2 separate regions of the Gossypium arboreum genome follow, and region 2 is linked to region 1. Evidence: chromatin contacts called from public Hi-C data. All regions are on one chromosome and are shown on one strand. The core of a region is the stretch at or near the end of the contact, and the rest is flanking DNA. Distances in the headings are between cores, read along the strand shown.

The links. A called contact is a pair of places that touch in the nucleus more often than the background predicts.
Region 2: a contact with region 1 is called in a Hi-C map of leaf, with 2.2 times the contacts expected there. The contact joins the promoter of LOC108458199 here to the enhancer-like site in region 1. A contact is called at or near these places in 3 of 5 Hi-C or Micro-C datasets (all in leaf).

The regions. Positions count from the first base shown.
Region 1 is chr4:16,020,928-16,024,358 of ASM2569848v2, reverse strand. No RefSeq gene overlaps it. Among protein-coding and RNA genes, the nearest start is that of LOC128292202, 19 kb to the right of the region's middle. Within about 2 kb of position 1,793, at least 2 of the 2 cell types and tissues checked have an H3K27ac peak or open chromatin away from gene starts, as enhancers often do. A contact at or near this core is called in leaf, where this site is marked.
Region 2 is chr4:16,081,847-16,085,141 of ASM2569848v2, reverse strand. LOC108458199 reads left to right here and starts at 1,854. Exons shown (of 3, transcript XM_053026578.1): 1 at 1,854-2,003; 2 at 2,610-2,857. The coding sequence starts at 2,613. The coding sequence ends at 2,846.

The DNA of each region.
Region 1 (3,431 bases), core at 544-3,043:
TCTCTTACATCAAAAACTCTTTTATTTATCATCTTGTGATTAATACAATATTTTAAAAATAAATTAGAACTTGATTATTAGTTTAGGGTTTACCTTAATCCCCACAGGATCAATTTCGTGTCACTCAGAAATTTATAATTTTATCATATATAAGTGAAGTTTTAGCTTATTGTGTCAGTTTTAGTGCAGCTGCTGTCTCCAAGTCTTATCATTATCTAGTTAGTTCCTTACAAGAAAAAGTGAGAATTGTTGTGTTTCCATTGTGATGATTTTCTAACCCTTCGCACGGTCAAATAAAAAGATTTCTCATTTCTCTTTATAGACATTATTTTTTTTTGTTCATAATCAATCCTATTCAAGGTCGTGGTATATCAGTCATCTTTATGCCACGATATTTTTTGGAGTAAGATTGAGGTGCTTAATATCCACTAAGCAGGCATAGAGTTTTAGGATATCTGTATGATTTAATTATGAGGGGTGTGCAACAACATTAAAGGGTATAATTTCTCCAGAAATAAATAAGAAGCATATGAGGGGTCTCTCAATTGACCTCTCCAGATCATCATGATGTATGGTGCTAGATATTGTCCAAACAATTGAAGCATAGTGGACCACATGCAAGGTGCACCCTTTTTATTTTTCCATGTTGCTATGCTGTAAAGACCCCACCAACCAAAAATATTTACTCCCTCCATGCCTCAAAGCTTTCATATATGGAAGTAGGGTTTCTGCTAAATTTTTGATTTGGACAAGAAAGTCTGAATATTGATAATGAAGTAAAATGGATGAAGCCGAGACAGACTATGGAAACCTATGAACTCTTTAATAATATATATATATATATATATATATATGGAATTTGGGTTTCTATATTTCTTTAATTATTATCTATATTCATAGTGACAATATTGTTTTAATAGGCTTTATTTTTCCAATTATCAGCTTCTTTCGACGTTGTGCTTGGTTTTTGAGAGACTGTTGTGGTGATTTGAATAGTATGTTTTATCTTATAATAAGAATTTAAATCAACAATGTTTGAAAAAGAAGAAAATGTGCTTCAGCGCACTTGAATCCATGTTCTTTTACGCTAGCAACAATACCGATGTTAATGAAACTAAAACTCAACCAGCATATACAAATATATTTAATTCTTTTAAAAATATATAAGATAATACATTTGGATTGAGTTTGAAAATTGAAATCATTAATTTTACTTAAATACTATTTTAAGTTGAATAGAATTTGTTTCAGACAGTGAAATAGACAGGAACACTATTTATTGATAAAGAAAATATATAAGATGTTGAATTAAACTAATTACTATCGACAAATTAAGAGTTTTGAGCCTTAGTAATATTTCAATATTAAATTTATTTATAATTTTGAATTGTTATGCTTTCTATTCATTTGAAATTATCATCTGGTGGTCCTACAACTTCTAATCTGTACACAACTATTCTTTTTATTGAATGCATGAAGTTTGGACCACATATCCACTGGAATATCATTATTCTTTCTAAGATGAAAAACAAATTTCATTGCTTCTTCTGCCCCATAATTTGAACCAGATGTAGCAAAATATTAATTCACTAATACTAACATAGTAAATGATCCTTGTCACACACACATTTAAATATATATTATATCTTTTCTTTCAGCTGTCATCACTTTGATTTTAATGATACTCTAGCTAGCTCTAAGATTATGTTATTTGGCTTAGGTATAAGGGCTAAATACAGGTATTCAAGATTTTTATTTATTTGGAAAATCACTGATACACCATATCTTATATTCATGTTTGGATATAAATACTTGGAAAAAAATGAGCAAACCCTAAAAATAAAGTGTATGATAAAGAGAGGGGGAGGGGTTTATAAATGATAAGGTAAGGTATTCAGAGGTACTCATTTGTTGGTTTTGTGAATGGCACATGGGATCTCAATTAGGAGGGTCTTTCATATATATAAAAGGACAATTCAATTAGTGCTAAGGGACATTCCCCTACCCTACCCTACCCTACCCTCTCTATCCCTATATCTTTCAATGTGGTGTGCCTTGTGCAAGTGGGACATTGAGTGCATATCAAAATTAGGGTTTTTTGGGACCCTCAATTACTAAGGGACTTAAGAAGGGATTTTTTCCTTCTTGCTCATTATCTTGTCTCTAGCCTCTCTCTATATAATTTTGAATATTGAAGGTGGCCCTAGATGTTGTCGTTATCAATCATTTTATTGGCCATATGTGTTACTTAGGGAGTTAGGTTTGAATAATCATTTGGTTCCCTATAACAACATGAGAATTAATTTCTGATTTTAATATGTTTGTCCAAATGTATTTTTCTTTACCACCACTAACAGTAATCGTAATTTTATCATTATTCAAAGAGTATAGAATCTCCATGACTAAAAATGCTAACACAAAAAAGTAAAAAACCACCTATTAAGAAGCCCATTAGATATCAAAGTCTGGTTTAGGACATAATACCAAAGCCCAACTAAAGGCACAAATTTGTGGAGAAAAACCCCTAAAATGAAAGCCCATTTGCGCAAGGGCAAAAAGTGATTATGATGATAGAAGTTTACTTTACTGAACTTTGTTAAAAATTTTAAATTACAAAACTATAATAATATATATATAACTAATTTATGAGATTTACACCTCATTTTTAATAAAACTTATAAATATAATTCAATTTGTATTTGGACATCATAGGTTAATTGGATGAATAATAATTACACTCTCTTGTTATTACAAGGAATTCTAATCCCTAAATGTGTTTCACTAATAGACAATAATTACATAGTATTTTCTTATGTTTTGGTAGTATAAATTGTAATTACACGATTGTATAATCCTAAATTTTAAAAACATATTAATTATTATAAAATTATAAATAATACTTGAGAAAAAATTCTCTAAATAAGTAACAAAACTTAAAATCAAACCATTGTATATAATACATTTGTCCTAAAAAAAAAGCATGTGACAATATGATTGCTAGTAAAATTAACAAGAAAAATAAACCTTATAAGTAATTTCATCTAATTACTCTATCACTCCATATTTGTTGAGTTATTCTCTCTTTAATATTAAACACATACTCATTGCTATTATTGATAGATCATTTACCAAGTATAAATAATTAATAATAAATACCATATAATTTAATATAAATAATTTGTAGTAAATACTATGTAATTTAGTTAACTATGTAGTAGGTCAAAATGCATGAGAAATTATCTCTCATCAATAGAAATTTCTAATTATTTAAACCATATTAGTAAAATAATATATAAATATATTTTAAAATATATGTATATATATCCTAAAATTAAAATAGTAGTATTGTATAAAAATATCTTTTCTAACTTAAATCATGAACATTCATGTTTGAAAAGTCATAAGATAATTGAATTTGACTGTAATTATTT
Region 2 (3,295 bases), core at 605-3,104, 61 kb before region 1:
CACTTACCTAGATATATAGTAGTTAAACTTAAATGAAATAATGTAAATAACAGACTCAAGGTATAAAGGAACTCACCAGAAATATTCACTTAGAACTTTCCTACTCAATGGGTTCTTTCCTTTTAGCACCAGGACCTTCTCCCCTATCTTTGGCTAAAATAATCAAATGACTTCTTTTAAATATAAGAATAACTAAAACTTAATGAAATAACATGAATCAATGAACGTACAAATAATTTAGGGATGGAACTTTCCTTCCTATGTAGTATTCAAATGAAAGCCCTGCTGAATAGCTCTTACAACAACTCCTTTCTATCTGGTAAACTTAAAGAGGAATTTAAGAACTTACCAACAGACAACTTAAGGAAAGAAGCTTCTATAAGCTTGACACAGAAGCATTGCGAGTGTGATAAAAGCATAGAAAGGGATAAAAGCAAAGAGAGTGTTAAGTATTTATAGTGAAATAAAAATATGAGGAATTGAGAAAAATCTCACTCATATTGGCACAAAAACTCATAAGTGCAACAAATACATAGACAACAAATCACTATCCATAAGCAACATACCCGGAACACCATCCATGATACAATTAACATCTTATAAGCAAATATTACTTTGTTATTTCTTGACATATTAGCCTTGTACAATGTGATCTTTTCTTTTGAACGAGTTACCTTTAATCGCATTCTTTGCATTTCTTTTATATTGAGCTCATTGTTCTTAAATCTTAATCTCCCATTCTCTGTCAACAACATCTTATTTTGCAAAATTATTTTATCAATTATGCATCCCTGTTCTTCTCCTATTGAATTCATATTGTTACCGTTAAATTTAACCCATTGGTAAAAATCACAACCCTCAGTTTTCCTTTCTCACATAGAACAAAAAAAAAAATAGAGCTTATATGTGTAACTAAGGTAAAATTTACATATTTCCAACTTGAAACAAAATAATTCAAATTTATTTCCAAAACATGTTAAAACACTAAACCCTAAATTACACAAAATATTCAACCAAAATCACAAAGCCTTTTGTTTTTTTGCACACACAACAATGGTAGTACACAACCAATGCACAAACCCTAATTTCCTTCAACCCAACAATTAAAATTCAAACTTTTACATTTTTGAACTTCACACACCTAAATAATTTTCTCCCTTTGTTCCGTGGAGTATTCACGTTGCAAACAGGAGCTCTTAACCCACAATGATAGTACACAACCTCATTTGACCACTTGATTTTTTTGTTGGTTGATGAAGCCATTTTTCCTTATTTTCTTCTTCGACTCTAGTTATGGGAATTGGGCGTGTTATCAGGATAAACCCTAAAAGAATATTAACAAAAATATTAGAAAATGATGAATAGGTAGAAAAAAATAAAAAGAATAGAATGTTAAATAATCGGGTGAAATGATTTAAGGTAATTTTTATTATAATTAATGAAAAAAAGTATTTAATTTTTATTTTCCAAGGAAAAAAAAGAAGACCCAATCATTGCCAAATAGGACTCCACTTGACGCCTAACGATTAACCAGTTGCCACATTATAAAAAAACGAACGAATTACATTCGAGTTCTAATTTAGTTGACAAAAAAAAAGTTCGGGTATTAACCTAGGAAAAAAAATCTTAAGTATCAATTTAGGAGAAATGGACAAGTACCGATTTTTTATTTAAGCCTTTTTGTATTAATGAATTACTTATATAATTTATTATTTCCAATTTTCTTTAATATTATTTTAGTGCCATTAAATACAGGTTAATATATCGGTACATAAAAAAGAAACCATACATTTGGGCTTTGGGTAGTAGGGGGAAAATACATTTTGGGTGTTTGGTCTTAAAAGTACTACCCTTTTGTGCCTTGATGGATCCGAACCGACCCATTTCAAACCGGATTTATTTACGGGTCCTTTTCCTTTTCTAAATGTCGAATCTATTTACAGTTGCAAGGAAGGAACCAGCTCTCTCAATCTGCAGCACCCATATCTTCACTTCTTTTGCATGTAACCTTTAATTCTTTATTTATTTTCTCAATGTTCCCTTTAATCTCTTTCATTCTGATGCTTTGTATTGTTCAATGTTTAAACATGGTCTTTTTATTTAGAAATCATGATCTGCTTTTTGTTTCCCTTCAAATTCCATAGATTTTAAGTTGTTTATTATGTTTTTGTTTTCTATATATAGATAAGAACCCATGGATCTAGTCCCTCTAAATCCAACAAAGTATTTATTTTTCGAATGGGTTTTAATTTTTAGTCAACATCGGAATCCCTTTGATCTGCTTTTCTGAGTTTACCCTCTTTTCCATAGCTTGCTTATGGAATATGGGGTTTTACTAAATCACCTTATTGGTGTTCTAGAAATCAAAATGAACTCAATTATCGTTGATGTTATGTTTGCATTTAGAAGTTTATTCTAGCTGAAACTGAAGATGCTGTAATCGGTTTTTTAGTTACTTATGCCTGCTGCGTTTTAAGAATCTTTATGTTATTTCTGTTTTGTTTTCCGGATTCATAATTGATGGATTTTTCTTTATCTTCATGGCTACGCTTTTGTGTGAAAAGTTTTAGAAGTTGGTTGAAGATTAATAGAAACCCTTTAATATGCAGAAAATGGGCTTGTGGACGTTATTAGAAGGATTTTTGCTTCTTGCAAATGCTTTGGCAATATTAAATGAGGATCGTTTTCTTGCTCCCAGAGGATGGAGTTTCTCGGATTTCTCTGCAGGGCGTACAAAGTCATTTAAAGGGCAACTTATTGGTCTCATTTACGCCACTCAATACATGAGAGTTCCTCTCATACTACTTAATGCAATCTGCATTTTTGTTAAGCTAGTTTCTGGTTGATGCTCCGCTAGGTAAGATGTTTATGTCTATGGCTGATGATTGGTTGAATTTGTATTAGGTTCTCAAACAGATGCCCCTTGTTTTTTTTTTTTTTTTTTGCATTCAAGAACTTGTTTATTAGTTGTGATGACCGTTTTAGTCGGTTTTGTTTTCTGATTTCTACAAATTACATGGATTTAAAATGGTGTGATGAATAGGTGTCTGAAACTTAAGCTGAATGATTATTAGTTATTTCTAAACCTATTAATTGGTTGAATATATTGTGAAAAGGGAAACTCTTAGTCTTAGATTAATTTTTCTGATTACCATTGTTGAATTACACACCCGAAACTTATGAAGTTTGAATAAGATCTTTTTAACACTGCAAGTTCTATAATGTATTACTTGACCAAAACGTTGAGTAGGCCAGAGCAGGAATGGCGGAAGCTGCCTTTCAAACCTTTTTCCAG